Linked DNA regions of Zea mays: region 2 is linked to region 1. Evidence: chromatin contacts called from public Hi-C data. All regions are on one chromosome and are shown on one strand. Each heading gives the region's core, a stretch centred on a gene start, on an enhancer-like site or on the middle of the called end of the contact. The rest is flanking DNA. Distances are from core to core; before and after follow the strand shown.

Region 1 (5,886 bases), core at 907-3,406:
TTATCATCAGAAAATCCAACCAACATTTTTAAATAAAGAAAATAGTTTTAATTTTGTCTTAGGTTCCCTATCTCTTAAAAAGATCATATCTGTAGGATTCCAAGGTGTGAAATCCATCTTGTCTTAGAATAGAAAAGATAAGAATAATCAGAGTATGACAGCAAAAGGTGAGACATGATCAAGATAAGTAAGAATGAATCAGAGTAAGGTAAGTAGCTAAGGGTTGTCCAATTCTATCTAGGTTTCGTCCTACAGTCAACATTTCCTCTGATACCACTTCTATAACACCCGGGCTTTAAGGAACACAGCCGGGTGCATCTCATACATGCGCCAAGAAGACAACATAAATAATAACAGAGTGTACAGAGATAAATATCACAATAACATCAGAGTATTTATTACATAGCGGAAGTCTTATTACAAAATAAAAGATAAATATAAAATGAACTAAGGATCATCCTTAGCGCAAGTCAACTGGGAAACACCACCTAGATCAGATCAAACTCCTCGCTTTGTGGCTCCTCCTGAACCACCTGTTCTTCTCCTGTGTGGGGGGTTCTGAGACAGCAAGGGTGAGCTCACACATGATCATAGCTCAACAAGTTGTGGGGAAACCAGTGGGCATGAACTCACCAAATGTGGAAGTTCATGTGATGGGTAAGGCTAATCAACAACAGGGGTTAAAGCTGAGCATTGCTTTTAATTAGTTGGTCAAAATTTTATTAGCAGTTACTAAATGTAAGTAAATACCAAACCATAATAAAAGTAATAGAACAAAATTAATAAATAATCCCATGCAAATGTCAAATTGAATTTAAGTTCCATAAATTAATCATGCGAGAGTCCTGAGCTACTCATGACCGCGAGCACGGCTAGTATACAAGTTTTACACTCTGCAGAGGTTGTACCCTGTACCCACAAGTCATATTACCCATCTGCCAAGGGATCGCGACTCCCATACACCTCTACCAAGGAAGCGAGGCAGGGCAACACTATGAGGCCTTTACAAAGTTCCACTAGCTTCCGAAAACCCGCTACAGTTTATGGGAAGAGCACTTGCAAGAATCTCCTGTCTGACTGCCATCGCAGCAAAATCAACCCGAGAACCTTCTTGCATGCAACTCCCCTACTGCCCTTGCCCCTTTTGGGTAAGATAGTCTTCCACTAGCTTTCCTAATTAGTCAGCCAAGGGCATTCCATACTACCCTTGTGGCGGCACGTGTTTCTCAAGTTAAGCTTCATGTTCCAATTAACATTAATGATCTTGACATGAACATAAATAGAATAACAAAATAACTGGAACATGGATATAATGAAAGATTATCCCAAAACCATGTAAAGCAATAGCAAAACTACCCATGTGATTCCGGGATAACAAGGTAAAGAGATAAACAGTCTAGGGTGACCTATCGAGTCCCATCAAAATTAAACCTATGCATGAATAAGTGGTATTAAAGAACATTATTGGGTAAAAAGTGGTCAAGGGCACAACTTGCCTTCAATGAGCTCCTGCTCAGCTACTTCTATCTGCTGGTCACCAGGATCCTAAGTCACAGGTTCTTCTACTCGCCACAATACAAACAAGCACAATGTATTGAGAATATTAACATCACACCAAACATGTAAACAAAATATATAAACGTAAACTACACATTAAAATAAAATCCTAGGAACATGAATCGTTATTTTTGGAGTTATAGATTTTAAGATATGAATTTCTAAAGGTTTTATGTGCTTAAAATAGGATTAAATGGGAAATTAATTTTCTTACTGTTTTCATGTCAAAACAGAGACTTTTAGTGATAGAGAATAATATTACAAAATTTTAGAAACTAGAATGGATTAATTTGGACCAAGTATGAATTTTCTATAAATTTATCAAGTTTCTGCAATAAATTTAAAACTAAAATTCATTTTCTAACTGATTTTATGAATATAATTCACTGTCTGGACCTCGAATCAATTTCCAGAGAGTCCAGGGTCTATGGTGCAAATATTTCCAAGACTCAGAACTACCTCTGCATGGACGGCGGGTTCGTTTTCCTAAAACAGAGGGTCTTATGTGCAAAACTGTCGCGGACGAAGGGGTACGGGTGACTTCTGGCCGCTAGATCCAGAACCGAGGGCCCGGATTATATCCTCCATAAACTGAAACGGTACGCGACCAGAGCGGTTGGATCTGAGATCCACGGTCCAATTTCCCCAATCCCATGATCTAATCCACGCTATTGGATCCAAATCCAACGGTCCGGTGTACTTTCTCACGTGATCTAATCTACGCCCGTCAATCCCGATCGGACGGCACGAATCTTGTCTTCTACTCCGCGGCCAGGAGACGGCGGTGGCCGTGCCCGAGCTCCACGGCGGAGCCATGGCAGAGGCTAGCAACTACGCGCTCCCGTGCCCGAAGTCGTGATTTGGACCGCGATACACGATGCAACTGGAAAGGCGAACTAGATGGCGGTTTTGTTACCTCAATTCGGGCAGGCGGTGGCTCTGCCCACGCATTGGCGCGGCTCAACAGCGATGCAGCGACCCCGGCGAGAAATCCCCGTCGCTCCGGTCGCCAATCCCGCACGGAGATGCCCCAAATCGTTTCGGCAAGCCCAAGGGAAGCTCTGCGACGAGATTCCACGCCCAAGATGAACAAATTCGAGGCTACATCCGCTGCGCGTTCACGACGATATCTGGTGGTGCTCCTCTCTGGCCGTGAGCGCACGAGCCTACAATTCAGGGCGTGGATGGATTGGGGCTAGCGCGGGGCACACACGCATTATACTGTGAGGAGGAGAGAATTCCGGCCACGATCCCATCCCGGAGAAATCAGTGCGCCCGCCAGACTCGCGCGCTATTGAGGGGGAAGAGGGCTGACCGAACGGGTCCTCTAGATAGAGACACAATCGTGATGTGTGAATAGAACGCGGGCCCGGTTTGACAACAGCGCGCGCGGGGTCCGACGTGGCTGACGGCAGAGCCCCACGCGACACAGAATGGCCAGGAGACTTGCGCGGAGATGATGTGGGCTGGCGCGGAGGGGGTTCCTGGTGGGCCGAATGAAGGATCCGAGGCCCAGGTGAGGTTCTTTTCTTTTTTAATTTTTTAATTTTCTGTTTTATTCATAAATATTTTGAATACAAATTTGAATTTGAGTCTGAGTTTCTCTTTTGAACCAATTATACAAGTTTAAACCCTAATGTAGAAATATATTTTTATTTCCTTATTTTTATCTACGAAATATTTGTTTGCTTCTCTTTTCTATATTCTAGAGTTTCTTTTAGATTCTAAATTTCTTTCTTTTTGACTTTAATAAATTCCTTGTCACATTATTTTCATATTGTCACACAATGCACACAAAACAAAATTCCAGCATGATGCATGATTTATTTGAGTGTTCTTTTGTTAATTATTTATTGGTGTAAGTGAGGTGTCCACATGAAATAATAAATAGGGACAACACATATATATAATGAAATATAATTTCTCCTTTTAGACTTTTCTTACCAAGTGGGTATTACAATGTCCTACGGTGTGGCGCAACCGCGGTGAAGGATCTACATCCCGATGACGGCCGCTGTAACACCCTAGGTGTTTATATTCCACTCGACAACGAGTATGGATTTAAGCGCGTAATATCAGTGGATAAAACAGATGCTAAATTTTAAATATCTTCGCCTATCATGCTTTTAATATCGCATCTGTTTCGTCTGTCGCGAGTTCGACATCATTTTTATCGGTCCGGGCTCGTCCTAAATTTTCGTGATGTTTTGAACATCGTTGTTCCGAAAATCAGTGAGTCCAGTGATTATTTAAAATTCATCGCTCGCGCAAATCCGAATTCAGAAGCCCGACTCACTTGGATGATTTTTATCTCGGACAGATTAATTTGAACTCGACGACTAAAATACTCAGTGCAAAATAATCCGAATCGTGCGTCGTCTGAGTGAAATCGTACGCGAGGATATGATTCAATTTATCCTTGAGCACGTTGTTTTGACGACGAAATCGCGTATGCATTAGCGGATTTGGCTTCGGCTAATCACGTAGAGCAGATTAAAATACCGAAGCCGAACTCGTTGCAATTTGATCCGTTTACATCGTGGCCGGAATAGTCACGAAAATTATCCAAACGAGATTCGAACAGAACCGTCTAAGCTGTTATTCCTCTAACTCTATGCTTCATGATTCGGAAAATAAGATGTATAGCTGTATTACGCGTCGACTCTTTAATCATCACTAAAAATCCCGATCTAAAATATCTGTGACCTCTAAAAAAAGAAAAAAAAGAAAAAAAAAAGAGAATGATCCCGCCGTCCATATCCTTCCGCCGCCCCCTCCCCTGGGATTTTTCTGGCGCCGCCGCCCCTGGATTCTTCAAAATCCTGTCGCTACCTCCAAGCTTCTTCTTCTCCACAGCGTTGCGGCTCTCTCCAGCTCGCTCAGTTCTCCCATGGCGAGCTCGCTGGGGATGCCCCTGCCCCAGCCGCCCTCCCTGCTTCTTCTGCCCTGGTCGGTGTTCCTCTCTCTCTCCTCATCTCTGTGGCCGGAGCTCCCTCATCCGGTCATCCCCTCCTCTCGGCATCTTCTCCCTGCTGTGCTCGCCGGCTCCCTGCGCGCAGCTTGGCCGCGTGGCTCTCTGGATCTCGCCCCTGGCTCGGATTTCCTTCCCCAGCCGAGATCCCTCCCTGTTCGTCTCTGCTCCGGCGTCAGGTCAAGCTCCCCATGGTGCTGTCGCCCTCAAGCTCGCGCCATGCTCTCTCTGCTCTCTCTGACGCGCGTCTGCTCCAGCTCGCCCCACCGTCGAGCTCCCTTGCGCGCGCGTCCCCAGCCCCTGCTCTGCTCATCCATGGTCGCACGCTCCTCCGGCACGCGGAGCTCTTCCCTACTTCCGTTCTGGTCGCGCCCTGGCCCCTGCTCAGACGGCGCTCGGTCTGCACTGCTCCCAGTTTTCTCTGCGCCATCTTCCTCAGCAGCCGTGCGGCTCTTCCTCTGATCCGCACTTCCTCCAGCTCACCTCCACTCCCTGCCCTTTCTTCTGCTTGATTCGCTGGAGCTTTCACTTCTCCTCCCATGGCGCGCCCAGCTGCTCCTCCCTCAGCTCGGCTCCCCAGCGCCCTACCGGTTGCCCCCTGGTGAGCGCCCGTGACTTCCCCCTCTAGTTCCCTGCTTGGCCGCCCCATCGCCATGGCCGCTCCTCTCTACTCGCGATGTGTTGCTCCTACGCGCCAGGACGTCCACCGAGTTCGTCCGTGGCTGCGGCATACAGCTCATCCCATCTCCCTCACGCCGTTTTCCCCAGCCGCACCGTCACACTGGTTCCGGATCTCCCGGCGTGCCCCTGGAGGCTCCTCGCCGCGTGCCCAGCCGTCATGCTCCCCTGCGCGTGGAGCTTTTCCCTCCGAGTTTGCCCTGCGCGCAGCCGCTTTTCCTCTCCCTGCTCGGACGACGCCGTGCCCTGATCTTTTTCATCGTAGGTGCCCAAACCATGGCTTCTCGATGCTCGGCCCTGAGCACACGCCTGCTCCTAGGGCTGGTCCATGTGCTCGAGCCGTGGGCGTCGTCGAACTTGCCTAGTTACTCACCTTTCCCTTGCTTGCCGGCGTCTGGACACTGATGACCGTTGTTCCTGCTCGGCCTCCGTTCGTCCGAACTTTGTCTTCCTGTCCGACCAGCACCTTGTGCCGAGTTCGCTGTTCTTCATCGCTTCCACACCATGAGCCCGCCCGTCGCGCGCTCTTCAGCTTCCCATGCACACACAGGCTCCCTGCCATGGACGTGCACGAGCTCCTCGCGTGGGACTCTGGTGCCCAGCCCCTTTCCCAGTTCATGTGCCAACGCTGTCGGTCCCAGTTTCTAGCTCACGAGGCCTTCCCAAACCGTCGTGTGTCC
Region 2 (5,886 bases), core at 2,138-4,637, 330 kb before region 1:
CACGTGAGCTCCCACCATTGGCGAGTTCATGCACATTATTCCCCACAACTTGTTGAGCGATGAACGTATGTGAGCTCACTCTTGCTGTCTCACACCCCCCCACAGGTCAAGAGCAGGTACCACAGGATGAGGCGCTTGGAGGATGCTGCGATGTGTTCGTGAGAGGTCTAGGCCGTCGTCTCCCAGTCAACTTTGGGTTGCTGGACTGTTGTCTCCTTTTAATGTAATTATTTATTTATCTTGTATAGAACTCCTGTTATGTAGTAAAGATGTGACATTCGATCCTGTGCCATGAATCATCATATGTGTGAGACTTGGTCCCAGCACACCTGGTGATTATGTTCGCGCCCGGGTTTTGGATCCCTAAAATCCGGGTGTGACAGAGACAGCAAGGGTGAGCTCACACATGATCATAGCTCAACAAGTTGTGGGGAATAATGTGCATGAACTCACCAAAGGTGTGAGTTCATGTGAAGTGTAAGGCTGATCAATAAAATAAAGGTTGAAGCTGAGCATTGCTTTTATAAGTTGGTCAAAATTTTATTAGCAATTACTAAGTATAAGTAAATACCAAACCTTAATAAAAGTAATAGAACAAAATTAATAAATAATCCCATGCAAATGCAAATGACAAATTGAGTTTTAATTCCATAGATTTATCATGTGAGGGTCCGAGCTGCTCATGACCGTGAGCACGGCTAGTATACCAGTTTTACACTCTGTAGAGGTTGCGCATCTTTACCCACAAGTCATGTTACCCATCTGCCAAGGGGTCATAATCCCATACACCTCTACCGAGGAGGCGAGGCAGGGTAACACTACGAGGCCTTTACAAAGTTCCACTAGTTTCAGAAAACCCGCTACAGTTTATAGGAAGCTCCAGTGCAGGAATCCCTCACCTGACCGCCATCACAGCAAAATCAACCCAAGGACCTCCCTACACTGACCACTCCCCTACTGCCCTTGCCCCTTTCGGGTAAGGTAGTCATCCACTAGCTTTCCTAATTAATCAGCCAAGGGCATCCCATTAAACCCTTGTGGTAGCACTGTTTTCCTGGGTGGTCGCTCCATGTTCCCATTAACATAATGATCTTATCATGAACATAAATAACATAACAGAATAATAGGAACATGGATACATTATGAAATATTAACCCGAAACCACATAATGCAATAGCATAACTACCCAAGTGAATCAGGGGTAAACAAGGTAAACAGGATAAATAGACTAGGGTGACCTATTGTGTCCCATCAAAATTAAACCTATGCATGAATAGTGATAATAAAGAATATTATTGGGAAACAAAACTGAATCAAGGGCACAACTTGGCTGACACTTGAGATTCCAGTTACTAGGGTGATTCTTCAAATCCTCGAAACCTCACGCTAGTCGTAGCAGTACAAACAAACATGGTATAGATAAAATTAACATCACACCAAACATAAGTATAAACTGCGTAATAACAATCTACGCGTCGCTACGAGATCGCGGGTTCGAGAACTACTAAGATCAGAGTTACGATTAAGGAGTTATGATTTTATATAAGATCTGTGTGATTAAAATATTAATTATATTATAAATTGGTTAGTATAAATCATATGAGAGGTTATTCTATAAATCATTATCTCAACTTTAATCTAAGTTATAAATTTACCATAGATCATATTCTAGTAGATTACAATGATAAGTAGTTTAACGAGATTAACCAACCTAAGTTAAATGAAGATCTAATTATAAAAGAACAAGACATGGTATAATAAATGTTGTTATTGCATAGTAAATGTTTATACGAGACTAACACAACTTGAATGGATCAAATCGGAGTTAAAACGAAGAAGTTATGAATTTCCAAGGGTTTTATGTATTTGATACAAGATTAATTAAGAGATTAATTTTAACATAGTTTTCATGTCAAATCATAAACACTAGGTGATAAACAATAATATTACAAAATTATAGGAATTGGAATGAATTAAAAAGGAGCTAAAATAAAATTTATATGGAATTTACAAGTTCCTATAATTTTTTTTGTGTTAAAATCAATTTCTGATATTATTTATATGGTTTTCTTTATTATCTGGATTGCGCATCAATTTTCAGAGAGCACCGGGGTGAAAGTATAAAATGTCTATAGACTCAGAACTCCCCTGTTGTGGACTGCGGGTTTTATTCTATAAAAACATAAGGGCTCTTATTCGAATCTGTCCCGCGAAGGGGTATCCGCTGACCAGGACCGTCAGATCGAAACTTAAGGGATCAGATTAGATCTGATCACCACGCAGATGGCTACATCAGCACAGCCACAGGATTAAAAATCGACGGCATGGATCCAAAGCAGAACGGATCATCCGGAAACCGATCGATCGCCGATCGACGGTCAAGGCGCGCCAGATCGAAACGGTACGCCTGATTAAATCTAGACCGTCCGTTGATTGATCTACGGTGGTGAAACGAAATGGCCGTGATCTAATCAGGAGCGTTGTCACAAAATCCGACGGCCCCGATCTTCCTGGTCCAAATCGGTACGCCAGATTTAATCGCAGCCGCAGGCATCTAATCCAACGACGCACGCCTCCCACCACTATCACTCTCACCAGACGCCCCGCCGGCCGCCGCGCATACTAACCAGAACACGGTGGCGCCATTGCCGTTCATCCCCGTCCACGCGATACACTACCCTATACCTCAATTCGATGGAGCAACACGCTGAGAGGAGGGAGACGAACATAGGGGAGACTCACATTTACTAGCCCAAGACGAGGTGGTGCCCGATCACGGTAAGGAGCGGACAAGCGGTGGGACGCAACACCGACGACGAATCCCCGGAGCCCCAGCGACCAATCCTTGGTGGCGGGTCTTTGGAAATCTTTCCCCCGGCACTGCGAAGCTTGCAGGCGAGGGATTGGCACCCAAGCGGAGGCGGTGATGGGAATCCCACGGCGGCGGCGCGATTTTCCCCTCTCGGGTCACGACTATGGCAGAACGGCAATGGAATTACTGCGGTGCTGAGGGCAGTAGCAGAGGGTGCAGGTACCCTGAGGGAGAGGTCATATCCCTGGACGAGAGGCACTGGCCGAGTCTTATAGGCCGCGAGATAGTAGCCGGGGCAGGTGAGAGGCACACGCAGATTGCGGCAGGGTTGCTGCGTCCGCGCGGGCGAGGGTCTTCGGTGATTTTCCCGAAGTCTGATCCTGGCGCGATTCAGTTACGCAGCTGAGCAGAGAAAGGGAGGAGAAATCTGACCGAACCGGCCATCCGCGATCCTCCCAGGAAGCTCGGTGAATCCGTTACAGAGAAGGAGACGGAGCTGGCAACCTGGGTCCACATAACAGCGGCATCGCGCTCACGCGGGCGAGTCCAGTGTCGGGCCCATCGGCCAGTGGAATGCAGAGCGCAGCGCGGGGGTGAGAGGCTGCACTTGGGCCCGCGCGGTCGGCGCCAGGAGCTCATAGAGGGTTGGGCTGCGCAACAGGAAATGGGCCGAGTGGTGAAGCTTTTGGCCCAAGTGAACAGGTGTTCCTTTCTTTTTTCTATTTATTTCCTAATCTCTTTTCTTCCTCTCCAATTTCATATTTCCATTTCAAATTTACATTCCATTCTTGTGTCAAATTTACCCGTAAATTAAAAGTGCAACTTGACTATACCCAAACATGAGATAAATTTATTTATTTATATTTTTGTTTTGGTGTTGTATAATATTCTTTTCTTTTCGTCTCCATTTCTTTTCTTATTTATTTTCTATCTTATATTTGATTTACAAATTTCAAGTTTGAGTCAAAATAAAGTTTAAGAACTCAAATCATTAATACATAATCAAAATCAATTATGAAGCGATAGATATATATTTATTTTAATTATTTTATTTATTTGATAGATGTTAGAACCATGAAAAACACTCCTATTGTTCTTTTTTTAAAAAAAATAGTATTTTGATGGTGGAATTGGGATTAAAGTTACTTCAACATTAAATATTCATGTAAATGATTGCTTATGGTGCATCATTTCATGAAATACATAATCATTTGGTTGAATAGAAAAATTCTCTATTACTCCTCTTCTAAAATAGTTCTTGGTTTTCAAGATTCTGTCCTCAATTTTCATAACTCAAGTATGATTTGAGATGTCTGAATTTGCTATTTTATTTTCTTCATATATTTATTTTATTATTATTATTTTTTCCTACCAAATTTAGGTCTTACATGCAAGGAACACAGGCCAAGCAAAAGTACATTTATGGCCCTGATACCTACACATTACCCTAATACAAGTATCAAGGATTAACGAGTCTTTTCCTCACTGGCTCAATGTCACGTCTGACCTTCGTAACCATCTTGAGCCAAAGCTATAATCCTTCGGCGCTTTGCGCATGCCTGTTGCAGCTTCGGCGCTCAGTCCCTTTGGTTGTAGACGATTCCTTTGTCATGAGGACCTTCGGCAGAGGAGACTCCCAACAAATAACATCCCAGTATATGGTAAGATGCTTCCAGCCTGCGCTAGTGCTTTTGGTTCGCCCATCTTTTCCAAAAGGCAGTGGCATGTGTTGAGCACCATTTGCGGCACTAGGCATGGCCGGACGGTTCGACACTATGGCCGGACAGTCCAGGCCACGAACGGTCCGCGATTAGATCAGATCAGGTGTAATTAACCCCCTTTCCGCGCGTATTTATCCATCTAAACTCACGGATCCTGTTGGGAAATGCCTAGGAACGGGTACAAACCTTGCCTCTCTATATATGAAAGAGTACGACCAATTGCGGGAATCATCAATCGAACCAATCAACTCGTTTATCAATTCCTTTACTTTTCTTTCCCTACGAGTATCTAGAAACGTAGCTTTCTTCATCTCAATCTTCACCTCTTTGCGACTCTACGTCGTCTAAAGGCGTCTTGGATGACATGCCGATCCTAAGACAAACTCTAGTATCTCTCCTTCCTGATAGGGTCCCTCCTAGGGGGGCGAGATCCAGGTGCCGTTGGCAAACGTCGCCAGCCCTGTGCACATGGGGATTGTTTGGCCACCAGGCGTGGACCGTCCGGCTCGGCGCAGGAAACCCCTCTCCTGCTGTACAGGTCGCGGACCGTCTGGCCCTAGACCACGAAGCGTCCACACGACCACAGAGATCGAGCCCGCCGAGCGGACTAACTCCGGCGAGATCCATACTAACATGCATTATGTTTCTTCACGGTGTAGGGAACATGTACTTTCCTTGGGAAGAAGGAAGGCATCAAATAAAGTCGAAAATACGTAGTAGTAGAGGAGTGCTGGAGTTGTCCAAAGCTACGTTAGAAATGAACAAATCTAGTATTACAGGACAAAGTGAAGATAGAGATGCAAATGGAATCTCGTTTGTGGCATATTTGGCCTCCTTTTACAGCGAGTTTCATCTATAAATAAGGACTAGTTAGTTGACCATGGGTTTTGAATTATTTGTATATGTATTTAATATATCTCTCCGTTACCAAACAACCATACGTACGAGTGTGGGGAGAGGGCACGAAGCTTTAAAGGTTTAGTAGATTATTGTTAGCCATGTGCTCTTCTGGATCTTGGACAGTCTTTGCTTACATATAATACATTCCCCTCCCTTTTCTCTGTCGTCTTTACCTTTGGTATTTCTTTTCCCTCTCTTTATTTTCCCAAAGGAAGGCCACTCGTTTTAATTTCATGAAGTTTAGGACAGCCTTTGTTTACAAGCATGCAAGATCCTCTCTCTCCCTTTGGCATCGATCTGATCCATTCGCCGAAGGGAGGACACGTGAGTACAGGACCAAGACTCTCTCTCTCGTCATTTTCAGTAGACCTATGCTCTAGCTGCTTTAACACCAATCGGTGGCAGTTTACTGCATCAGCTTTAGTTAGGTTACATATGCATACTACTGGGAGC

The links. A called contact is a pair of places that touch in the nucleus more often than the background predicts.
Region 2: a Hi-C map of ear shows a contact between it and region 1, with 2.9 times the contacts expected there. The contact joins two enhancer-like sites. A contact is called at or near these places in 3 of 25 Hi-C or Micro-C datasets (ear, endosperm and leaf).

The regions. Positions count from the first base shown.
Region 1 is chr6:70,590,926-70,596,811 of Zm-B73-REFERENCE-NAM-5.0, reverse strand. No RefSeq gene overlaps it. Among protein-coding and RNA genes, the nearest start is that of LOC100274906, 85 kb to the left of the region's middle. Within about 2 kb of position 2,156, at least 18 of the 20 cell types and tissues checked have an H3K27ac peak or open chromatin away from gene starts, as enhancers often do. A contact at or near this core is called in ear and leaf, where this site is marked.
Region 2 is chr6:70,921,937-70,927,822 of Zm-B73-REFERENCE-NAM-5.0, reverse strand. No RefSeq gene overlaps it. Among protein-coding and RNA genes, the nearest start is that of LOC100272818, 49 kb to the right of the region's middle. Within about 2 kb of position 3,387, at least 16 of the 20 cell types and tissues checked have an H3K27ac peak or open chromatin away from gene starts, as enhancers often do. A contact at or near this core is called in ear and leaf, where this site is marked.